2 separate regions of the Ostrinia nubilalis genome follow, and region 1 is linked to region 2. The links are chromatin contacts, called in public Hi-C maps. All regions are on one chromosome and are shown on one strand. The core of a region is the stretch at or near the end of the contact, and the rest is flanking DNA. Distances in the headings are between cores, read along the strand shown. Region 1 holds the start of LOC135075133 (tRNA N(3)-methylcytidine methyltransferase Mettl2). Region 2 holds the start of LOC135075131 (ribosome biogenesis protein WDR12 homolog).

What was found. A called contact is a pair of places that touch in the nucleus more often than the background predicts.
Region 1: a Hi-C map of whole body shows a contact between it and region 2, with 2.5 times the contacts expected there. The contact joins the promoter of LOC135075133 here to the promoter of LOC135075131 in region 2. A contact is called at or near these places in 2 of 5 Hi-C or Micro-C datasets (whole body and whole larva).

What each region holds. Positions count from the first base shown.
Region 1 is chr10:8,702,441-8,708,478 of ilOstNubi1.1, reverse strand. LOC135075133 (tRNA N(3)-methylcytidine methyltransferase Mettl2) reads right to left here and starts at 1,827. Exons shown (of 4, transcript XM_063969480.1): 1 at 1,661-1,827; 2 at 1,273-1,425; 3 at 733-1,146; 4 at 207-594. The coding sequence starts at 1,749. The coding sequence ends at 282. It overlaps LOC135075134 (cytochrome P450 CYP12A2-like), which reads left to right. Exons shown (of 9, transcript XM_063969481.1): 9 at 1-287. The coding sequence ends at 105.
Region 2 is chr10:8,489,482-8,495,814 of ilOstNubi1.1, reverse strand. LOC135075131 (ribosome biogenesis protein WDR12 homolog) reads right to left here and starts at 4,061. Exons shown (of 9, transcript XM_063969478.1): 1 at 3,893-4,061; 2 at 3,511-3,810; 3 at 3,248-3,388; 4 at 1,527-1,702; 5 at 1,213-1,277; 6 at 871-1,015; 7 at 446-547; 8 at 213-342; 9 at 1-102. The coding sequence starts at 3,951. LOC135075127 (a long non-coding RNA gene) reads right to left here and starts at 5,391. Exons shown (of 2, transcript XR_010257968.1): 1 at 5,299-5,391; 2 at 4,854-5,099.

The DNA.
Region 1 (6,038 bases), core at 578-3,077, 210 kb before region 2:
AACACAGTCAGAGTTACTTGGACTGGACCACCATTGCAAGTAATTACCAAACTTATGAATGAATTTAGGACTCCATATCATTTCAAATTTGAAAATATTGATTAGTTAATTAGTTGTCCCTGTCTGGCTTAGCGTTTTTACAGTTATATCTTTAGTTTTTACTGTGAATTAATAGATAAAGCTAATCAGTAAATAAATAATTCGCATTTCAATTATTCTTAATTTGTATACGTTTTAATGAAATTATGTACATCTTACCAATATAATGAAATATGTGTAAACTATAACGGTTTTCTATATTTTCCTTGTATCCAAACTCTGTACATGGTCAACATCTTCCCTCTATTCACTTGGAGTCTCCTGTCAATCAAGTTTTGTTCTTCCAGAAACCCAGCATCTTTAAATAATTTTGCCACTTCCTCTTGAGTAAAAAAGTACACTTTAGTGTTGTCTCCTCTGGCATAGAAGTTGTCAGATATACAGCGTCCTTTCTTAAATCTTAGCTGTGCAAGGTCATACTGGCCGTAGTCACGAAACACAACTAAACCACCAGGTTTCAAGTATTTGTAAATGTTGTTGATGACAATTTGCATTCTGAAATAAGAGACAAATTAAAAGTTATTTATAATTCAGTTTTATTTATATTTGTATTACTGCGAATATGTGTGTCCTATTTTAATACACTTTTCTTTATCTCTTTCATATAATTAGTTATTAGAATAGTGTACTCACTTTGAAGGATCTATGGCAGATAGTACAAATATCAAGACAATAATGTCCAATGTGTTTTCTTCAAACGGCACCTCCCATTCCTTACTAGTTGCATCCAATACAAACACATTGCATCTCTTGGTGTCATATAGTTCATTTTGCTGCATTATTTCAATTGCTTTTGATGAGAAATCGCACCCATAAATGAATAAGTTCGGATCAGTACTGTATTGCAAAATTGGGAATATTGTATTTCCTACACCACAGCCAATTTCAAATATTAATCTTTTTGAATCAGTATTTGGAACAGCAGGTTTATCAATCTCTGAAATTTTATTATCGTTATCATTTGCATAAACTCTTTGAGGTGCTGCAGTATAATCTGGGGCTAGTTCAGGAAACTCAGTGAATAGCCAGTGGCGGTCTTTGAAGAATCTAGAATGTAATACAAAAACTAAGTTAAAAATTGTTAATAGGAAATGGGGTTAAAAGTATTTATTTAGCCATCCATAGCAAATTATTTTCATTATTCTTATTAAATAAATCCTATTATTTTTGTACCTGTTTTGATGAATATCATAGAAAGCATCCCAATGTTTGTCAGCATTTACATCCAAATCTTTTAGGCGATCTTCAGAGAATGTCACTTTAGAGTTCAGTTCCACTTTCTCTTTGGCCGCTTTTTCCTGATCCTCATCCCACTGGACATTGTCCCTGAAAATAACAAAATTAGTTATTTATCAAATATTCTTTGAAAGTACCTACATAATAATGTCAGAAGAAGCCCAGTACCAAGCATTGAAAAGGTACACATTATTTTTGTCTTCTAAGAATCTGGAGCCTCCAGGAGGCTTTTTTCTGTGCCTAGTCTTTTCTAGATCTGGTTTTATTGTGGCATTATCGGCACAACTAGATCTAGAACAGTGTCTTAGTAAAGAAGATACGATACCACGCGTTATGTTTGAAGACCTCGTCAACATTCTCCAAGATGCGATTCCCAAACTGTGGTCTTTTTTCACTTGTACTTGAGTCATCCATTACATATAATTATTCAATATTATTAAGTTTTTCATAAATAAATAAAGTAAAACTTTAAAGTTTATAGGTTATGTTCTATCGTAAGTTCGTAACAAACAGCTGTCAGTTGTCACTGTCAAAAAGTAACCACAAAACGTCCCGTCAAAGTCAAATCAAAATTTCGAATGGATTCCATTATTTTAACGTTCGACTAATCATTTCCGGTTAACCATAGATATGAAATAAAAGTAACCTTAGATTTATTTCATAGATGTCGCTAAAAGTATCTTTACACATTTTCCAACTTTTCTTTATAATTTCCAAAAGAGATAGGTATAGATGACCCACGCTGAACTGTCCCACCAAACTCAATGACAGGGGGGCGCCACCATCGTTCAACTATATGGTTTCCAACATGGCAAAAATCGGAACCAGCGATCCGGTATTGACGGTGGCGCCCCACTGTCAATGTCATCGATAGGACAGTTCAGTATTTTGGAACTATAATTTGCCTTTGCACAGATAAATTTCGACGATTTGCCAATCATTTTATTAACTAAACTTATATTAAATACATTATAAGATTTATTTCCACGCTCGGCAGTTTGTCATCGCACACGAATTTACCATTTCGTCAATCCTTAAAACAATTTAAAAGGGTAGTATTTAAACGAGTGACTGTAAATTTATGTTGTAAGTGTCAAAAATAATTAATGTGGGCTAAAGAATTACTAAGTGAGCGACAGAGTGCGAGTGACGAAAAATCAAAAGAATAGCAACTTACAAAAAAAAAATGAGTTCCTTAAAATACAAAATGAGAAGCTTCATAATATTTGAGCGACCTAATATTTGATTGAGTGTCAACGTTAGGACCTGCATTTTTTTCAATATTTGGCAAATGCTTTTTTTATACTGAGCGGTATTTTTAACTTTAATGAAGTGTTTCGAATGCAAAAACTACTTTGAAAAATACTGTTATGAGCAGGGTATTATGAGCCCACATTTAAATAAAAAATGATCTTATGAAATAAATATTTGACGGAACACTATTCTAGTAGCGAAAAAAATAAATCATTAAGATTTAAGGGTAGGTACTAGGTAATCAAATGAAACAATGTATTACGAAAAATGAAATAAATTTGTATTTTCTTAAATCGAATCAACAAAAAAAAAACAAAATAAAATAAGTCGCTTCTGTCAACCCAAAAAAAAAAAGTTATCTTATTAATAAGGTTCATTAATTGGTACCTATGATGATTGAGGAGCTCTACCTACTCATCGTCACTGTATGATAAGTGCTGGCTTGGACAGAGCGGGCCGGCCTCGTTTTCTTTTTCGTCCAATAGGTATCACTTTTGCTTCCAGTGGCGGTGTTGTTAGTTTGAGCCGAATTGCTAGACCCAAAACGTGTTTGCATACATATTTTGTTAAAAATTCGGGACAGTCGCCCCGCCCCCATTCGAATTCGCGCGCTGTAACAATCTGTAGTTTTCATTAATAAAGCGTATCAAAATAAAAAATATGAGACCTCAAATATAATATCAGTAACCAATAATCATTAATAAAGCAGCTCACAAAACTTTGCTTAGAATTAACTTTTTTGTAGTTCGTTCAGTAAAACCTCAATTAGAAAAATCTAATGTATCTTCATATTAAAGTTGCCCTCTCTGTATTTCTAGTCGCTCACTCAGTAATTTAGTCGCCCGGATAGTATTTTTATGTCTGAAATGTAATAATCAAAACCCACATTTTGTGAGCTCGTTCTGGATTTTATTATTGATCAATATTCGTCGTTAGTTTGATAAATTTTTCGCTTACTCAAATTCATACCGCTCAAGGTATTAAAACAGTATGCCATCATCAGTCGCAAAGTTTTTTTTTAGTCGCTCGTTTTATAATTCCCCAATTTAAAATACCACTTTCTTAAATTAAAGGTATAGGTAAATTAAATTAACTTAAATTGCATAATAATATGTGGGTGGGTACTTATTTAAAAAAAAAATATGTAAAAGGGTTAAAACTATGTTCATGTTTATTTCATATGGAACACAGAGCGTACCTAGGTAACTAAGAAGTAGTGCGATGGCATTTGAGATTCTCTCTGTACACGAAGAAACATCCAATTTGCTATCGAATTTCAAGTTATTGCTCCATAAAAGACGTTAGATGCTGTACTCTGATCAAAGTAAACATCATAAAAACGATTCCATGGGTCATTAACGACTCCCACAAACGAAATAGTCTACATGTTGAATTTTATATTGCGTTTTGGAAGTTCAGATGGACATGGATTCGCGAATTTCGCGAGTCCATATCCGTAATGGGAGCAACATCTTAAAGATAGATGAAGTACCTAAACCTTTGATTAGCAATAATAATTTATTATGAACCTATATAATCTATCTATCATAATCTATAACTTAAATTATGTGAGTACCTACTTACTTAGAGTAGGTAAGTTTTAAGTTACGGTAGGACCAGCAAAAATTTTATAGCATTATGAAACTCTGCAACTAGATGGAACTGAAATCTAAAATATTCTCTTCGTTTCGTATAAAATTTTAAAGGTGCTCTTTCAAGCCTCAGTTTTTCAGGAAAACTTTAAATTAAAGTTTTCCATCATGTTTGCATTGCATATTGTTCGTAACGAAGAAGTTAATGTAGATTTAGAAGTAGAAGAACCAGGACTTGCTTTTTATATGACAAACTTTACCATACTTAAAATTATTTTAACCGTTAGACATTTTCCAAACAAACTTACTATATTGCAAAAAGCGTAAAGAATGGATGAATCTTTTTATTTAATTAAGTAGTCATCCCGCTGAAGCGCGTAGAAGCACCAGGCAATGATTAAGTAAATGGATCTTCAAATCTTGTTCAGTTAATGCTTATAGGTCTACTTATCCATGCTAAAAAGCTACTACTCCCAACACGTGGTTATTAAGGTATGTTTTCCCATACACCGTAATACCTAAGTAACAAATATTACGAGTATGATGCTGACAGGAAATCCACGGGGTTCAGCCACAAACTTAGGTACTGAGCTTATATTACTGAAAGTTCGTCTCTATTATTGAGGCACGAGTAAATAATAGTTGCAGGTAGTGTTAGTTACTCGTGTGTCGGCGGGTTCCTGTAGGCTGTAGGCTGTAGGCAGGTACACGCGACAGTTGGGATCGACTGCGCAAGTTGCTCGCCGCGAGGGAAGTTGCCGTTTGCACACGGAGGTAGGGAGACCAACTATTTAGGTGTTGTGGGATATTTTATACGGTTATACGAAAGCCTGAGGCCTACTAACGGAGTTTCTTAGTTAATATTAACTCATAAGACTGTCTGTCAAAATAGATCATTGACCTATGATCTCCATTTCTGGGGTCCTAGAAAAGCTCCGTTATCAATCCCTGCAGCAAGCCTGCTACCGAGCAGTTTTAGTAGCCTAGGTACTCGGTACTTAGCTTACATCTATTAGTATTACCTATATTATCATAATATCAACGCACTCCGTAACAGCTGGTTGTACAACTTTATTCCGGGCGGTAGCTTTATTGGCTACTTCAATTTCATAAGTAAGGTAAGCGGGAGGAAGGAAAAGTTAAAACCCAAAGTCAACTCAAAGTTAGAACTCAAACCTATTGATATTCATTTAGATAAATTATGTAAGCATAATTAGAATCCTATCTTGTTTATGCCATTACATGTTAAATTAGATAAGTAAATAATTTAAGAACATACTAAAACATTGGATAAGTAAATAATGTCTCAAGTAAGTAGGTATATTATTAAACATGGTCACACTACTCAAAACTACATACCTACAATGCTTGCTCACCGGACTGACAGAGTTGAACTTGCGCCGCGAGTTTAGTGCTTTTGCGAATTGCATTTAACGTTTAGATTGGTACGTACGTCTGTACAACTTAGTAGACATGTCATACATTTTACATGTTGTCAATAAAACTTTAATGTGATGAATACTAATGAAACAACTCGAAAGTAACTATCTCTAATAGATTTCTACATGGTCTAAGTAAAAACAAACGAAGTGATAAAGTTATGTTTGATCCACATAGTCGTTATAGTTGTTTTTCACCCCTTAATTGGGTACCTATCTAGTTGACACCATTAACCAGTAATTACTTACAACTTTTCGAAAAGAACACTTTTTTCTGTCTTGAAAACCCAGCCCAACACAAATATGTATATTAAAATAAAATTTTCAGCGCTATTTTCAGGTGCATCTTGTTATTCCCTGGCGTGATTTGGGACTTTTAATATTAATTAAATTAAATTATTAATTTATTGGAATTAAC
Region 2 (6,333 bases), core at 2,812-5,311:
GTATTGTCGCACGAACCGCTGACCAGCAGTGAGGGATTTGACCAGTCGCAACAGAGCACTTTATCTTCGTGTCCACTCAGATCGTATAGTGGTGTACGGGGACTGGAAAAAAGGTATTTGGATAAGTTGAGATTATTTTTTAAAGCAATTATTCTAAGTTAAAAAAGGAATTTAAACCTAAAATAGCTTTTCTTTTGTTGCATAAAGCATACCTTCTGGTTTCCCAAAGTTTGACCTGACCGTCGTAGCCAGCAGATAAGAATAACGTATCGCGAGTCTTTGACCAGCGAACGGATTGCACCCAACCAGTGTGAGATGTGAATGTGGTTTTCACAATACTCTCTGAAAAATAAAAAATATAATTATTTCCAACGTCAGTTTCTTTAAAAATATTCAAAACTTCAGAAAAAATTATATGAATCAAAGATATGTATACTGAAGTTACCTGTGGATCTAGGATCATAGAGTCGAATATGTCTATCTGCTGATGCCGTCAAGACACTATTGTTTAGGGGAGACCAATCTACGTCAAAGAATGCTTTGTTGCCTGAAAATTTGTAAATAAAAGTTTAAAAATAAACTAAAGTATTATACATATCTTAACACTAGCTTTCCGCCCGCGGCTTCGCCCGCGTGGAATTTTGTCTGTCACAGAAAAACTTTATCGCGCGCGTCCCTGTTTCAAAAACCGGGATAAAACTATTCTATGTTCTTTCCCGGGACTCAAACTATCTCTATGCCAAATTTCATCAAAATCGGTTGCGAGGTTTAAGCGGGAAAGCGTAACAGACAGACAGACAGACAGAGTTACTTTCGCATTTATAATATTAGTTGGGATAAAAGTTTTCTAAAATGTTATTGGATTCTCACCTACTATTTCTTGCTTTATGCCCCCAAGCTCACAGTCCCAAAGCTTCAATAAATGATCCCAGCCACTGGACAATAATGTGTTGAAGTCCATCCATTGCACACCTGAGACAGCCTCCCGGTGCCCTTTGAGTGTGCTTAGTGGTTCCTGAAAGAAGAAATCTCTTTAGTAACTTTAAGGAAACTTTAATTTTATACAGTTGACATCACATCAGCCTATACATGTTTATTGCAAAATAGCTCCTGTTACAACTACATAAGATGCAAGTTTTTGCATTGAAGTTGCCTGTACATTTTGAACATAAAATAAGGCATTATTTGATGAACAGAAAACTCAGCACTTACTCTTATATTCCCATGATCTGGCTTGCTTCTCTTTTTGGCTGGAGCATTATCTTCATCTGATAGACCTGAAACCAATAGGTAACATATTACACTGGTGTATGCTTTTTTTCTTGTTGTAGCAAAGACTTCTAAGATTCTAGCAATATTTAGGATATGAAATTATTTGATGTACTCAATGTCATTTAGACCACAATAAAACTGTACTGAACTTATGAAAAATTAAAACAGGCATGATACAATTTAATAACACAATCTCTGAAAGTATGAAATACAAAGAACCAACAAATGCTAAGCTAATTTTAATAAGCACTCACTTGTGCTCCAAAGACAAATATTAGTGTCCCAACTGCCAGTGGCAAACTTCAGGGCATCTGCTGACACTGAGAGGCACTCCACTCCCTTATCATGGCTGCGGCATGTTACCACACAGTCTACTGAGTTGTTACTGACATTCCACACCCATAGCATTGCAGACTGATCATGTGAACCACTGAAAATTAGTTTGTTGATTTTAAGAATAATAATAAAATTAAACATTACAAGATGTTTTCTAGTATAAATGGTACCAATTATTAATATCTACATAATTAAAATAATTTCCCTGAATTAAACATCATTTTAGTTATAAGAAAGATAGTTATTTGTCTGACTGATATTATAAGGGACAATATTATTTGATCCTCTAAAAACTAATTGATCTTTTTTGTATGTGCACTTTTAAAAATAAATGATGTTTTTTATTATATTTTATCTTTATATTAATTATTGGATCTATATTAGTTGATCTACGGATAAATTATGAATGATCTTTATTTAAGGTAACATAATATTTATGTTTAACATACTCTTTTAATATTTGGTAAACAAAAATAATATTTGATCCTCTTTTTTAGTTATTGATCTTTAATTTTGTTAATTTGATGATTTTTATATCAAGTTTGCCTTTTAATATTGATCACCTAATAAATATATTTCGATCTAAGTATAACTTAACTTTAAAATATATTCGATCTAACTAAAAATATTATTGGTTAATATTTTTAATTATAAAATATCTTTTAATTTACGCGGTACTTTGTGGTTGAGTGACAATCGTCCGTCATTGGTCGTTTACTGAGTTGGCCAAGGGCTTAGCGGCCAATAAGCAAGCAGAATAGTACATTGCCATGTTTGTTTAAATTACAAGCTTTGCTTAGTTTGGGATAATTTCTTACTTCTGGCATCCCTGAACCCGACATCATAATTTTTACCTTTTTATTTTTTTTTTTCAAATCGCAAGGCTGATTTTCTCTTAGTATACCGATCACGACCGTGATCAGTGACCATAGATTCATCTGTCAATGGGTCGATTAGACCCGATAAAAGCACTAAACGATATTTTTTTACTTTTAGTGCGACGTCGGGTCGTAAGGACCTGATAAGTTTTTTTTCCAAATATTTACTGTGTTTGACGAAACAATTGCAAAACAATATTTATTTTCGTACTACTGAAATGACCGAATATATCCATCCCGCACCAACGCATCCAGCACCTAAGGTCAATTCGACCCGATAACGCAGTGTGAACCTGTTAAGTATGCTTTTTTTAATAAAAAAATAAATCTTTGAACATCAAGTGCCTTTAAATAGTTTCCATCCTTTGACTACAACTTAATAAAAATAAGTACCTACCATAACATAATTATTTTGAAGATTATTTGCTATAGACAAAAAAAAATTTATACAAATCGAATTATTTAAAAAAGTATCACAATATTGAATATTTGGTGCTCATTTCTCTTATTTTTGAGGACCAACAAGTAACGATCAGACATAAATTTTACATCTCAAAAATGTTTTGCGTAGTTCAAAAGAGGTTAAAATATCGATCGATTTCATTTATTTTATATCTCAAAGAAAGAGGATCAATCATTAAAATTAATGACCATTTAGATTTTTTTATTTGCCGTTTTTGCTAATTTAAAAAGATCATTTAAATACATGCCATATTATAATGTAGACAAAAATTAAATTCATGTTTAGTTATGTTACTTACCTCACAAATACAGCTTTATCTCCAACAAAAGAAGCCCAAGAGACTGCCTTGACTGGTGAGGTGTGGCCTGGGATGGCCAGCTTGTGTTGACCTTTATTGCTCCAAATATGAATGCTGTTATCATAGCTGCCTGAGAGAATCCTGCAAAATCAAAAATTATCTTACTTAGCCACAATTCCTTCTTAAAACTTAGTTACAGATAAAGTAGGTATAAAATGATCAGTATTGCAATGTAAATAAGCTGCTCTACTTGAATATCTTACCAATTGCCATATGCCTGCACAGCTGACACCCAGTCATCGTGCATCAAACAATCTTGAGGAGCTGGTGCTGGAAACCTCTCTAAATATTCGATTTCTAAAGTTTCTTCTGTAGATGCACTTTTCTCTTGCAAGTGCTCCGCAAGGGTCGTGCAAAGGAGTTCTCCACATACTAGGAAATCGAATTCTACCGCCTTTTCAAGAGCAGCATTGGTCTCCTTCAGGAGAGCATTAACCAGAGTATTGAGGTCTGATGATTGAACATTGCTTTGTATAGCATAAGGACTATCGGGAACTGCATACCTGTATTAATTAACAAACAATAACATTAGTAACACGTTTGTAGCCTGTAAACCACGCCGGTAAACAAACGTATATTACTTACTGCTCCTGTTTCGTTACAAAGCGCACTTGTAGCTGAACTTCAGCTAAATCTGCAGCCATTTTAAGCGCTACTACTGATTAAAATTCCTGTAAAATTGTTAATTTACGAAAAGGAAAACATTAAAAACACCAACTGCAAGCATGGACCAAATACCACAGACAATTTTACTTTGACGTTTGTGGATGAACTGTCACTCTGACAATTCTAAAATAGAGTCATACACATATCGATAATAGTTTATCGAGAACCGGTTTTTAAAAATCATTTGGAAAATGCTTGTCAAGCTTTAAAACGTACAACTTCCGCTTTGAAGCTAATAAAACTCTTAAAAATATGGTTTTAAAGCGGTCAGTAAACATGCCATCTGCAATAATCCACAAGTGCTGCAACAAGTTTGTTACCACTCCATCGCATTATTATATCTTTGATTTTTTTTTTTTTATTTCTTTTAAGCTCATTGGTTCCGAAACAAACCATGTAAAGTCCGATTTTTAATTCGACGGAATTCTGACAGCTGTCATTTTTTGAAAATTCAGATGTAATAAGCCTTTTTTGCTTAGAATTAATAATAGAACTGTTTTGCATTACAACAAAACAGTTATTATGTGTAGAATAAAACACAGCGTTCTGTTGAGAGAGCTGTCTATGATCTTTGCCTTATTTTAGTCTATGGTATAAGAAAACTTACCAATTGTCTCTGCTTTATCATCTAGTTTACCTTCTTCATACACCAGCTGGCACCACTTTCTATGGAAATTGGTGATCTGTCAACTTGACATTTCATAGTCGTCCAACACCAGCAAGCACTTGCTGGAACGCTGTGTTTTATTCTACACATAATAACTGTTTTGTTGTAATGCAAAACAGTTCTATTATGTGCCTTAATAAAACACAGCGTTCTGTTGAGACCTGTTTGTTATCTGCTGGTGTCAAGCACAAACGCTATGTGATATAAAATGTATTAAGAATGAAAGAATATAAAGAAGTTTAATATCACAATACAAAATAATACATTAAACAACTTATTGTACTCTCTGAGAAGCAGACGAACCAATAAGAAACTTATTAAACAAATAACCAGTCTTTAGGTTAAATAACTCAAATTATTTAGGACATCTCCTTGAGATCAACATTATGTCATTAACTTCTTATCAACCAATAAAATCATTCTGGTACTTATGGTAGGTTAATAGTAAGATCTCCCCATCTGAAAATATAAATATGTATAAACATAAACATTTTTTCATCTTGAACAATTAAAACATTACTAAAAACTCGTTATGAATAACATAACATTAAACAATTAACTATTAATAACATGCTTGTAAAATTATAAACTCATAAATACAAGATGTTATTGTTCCTTCGTAGGTCTCTGCAGTAATATTTCATAAAGGTATACATACCCCCACCTCCAATTAAATATTGGGGGTCTTATCAACTACTCTCTTGTCCAGCCAGTATCTGGATGTTACTGCAGACCAAACACTTCATGGAGAAGCAAATATTCACTGCACTTCTTGGAGAAGTAATTATTCACTAAAAATGATCTTAATCCAATTTGTAATATTTGACCTGGAAAACAGGCGTTATCATATTGTTTATGGAAATAAACAAATTTCACACATAACTCTGGGGTCTCCATTAAAATGAAGTCTTTATCAGCTCACTAATATGAAACTACAGGACATAATTATGCGCTCATCTGGGTGCTTAGCAGTCAGAGACAGTCTGTAGGTGGTTGAATCAGATTCAGATCCAAATATCAGCCAAAATGCTGACGTCATGTCTATAGCGGGGAGGTTCTGGGCCCCCCCCGCAAAACAACCCTAGATACGCCAATGTCACAATGTGATCATATTCTGATACTTCAACAAAGTAATCCTGTAATGTGTCCAAAGGAATGAGATCATGGATTCTTCGATCTGAAGCAAGAAGAAGAATGAGAGCTGTTTATCAAGTAAAATTCAATGCTAGAAGAAAGTCCAGCAGCCGGCAACCAGTCAAATTAATTCCAGTAATTTAATACTAAAGACCGGTGATCTCGGTGTACTTGGCCTTGCAAGTGAAATGGCCTTAAGGAACTGATGTACAAAAGGTAAAGGTAGATACAACTGACCTAAGTATCAGTTTTGTACTGCAAGTTTTTTCTGTAAAAACAGCTTGGCTAACAGCAGCGCTATAGTAACGGCGTAAAACATCTTTCATCTTCGAATCGGTAACCCAAAAATCCTGGGGGGCACCAGACCAGACCATTCTGGGGTGCCATAGCCCCCGGGGGGGCGGATATATATGGGGGGTACGGACCGCCCCGCGCGCCAAGCCACGCTACGCCGCCACTGGCTACCACATCACTACCAGTTGGTAACTTGTGGTCAATGCTGTGAGATTGACCCACATAATGCATCTTATGATTGCTCCTTCCACCACCAATTTTAAAT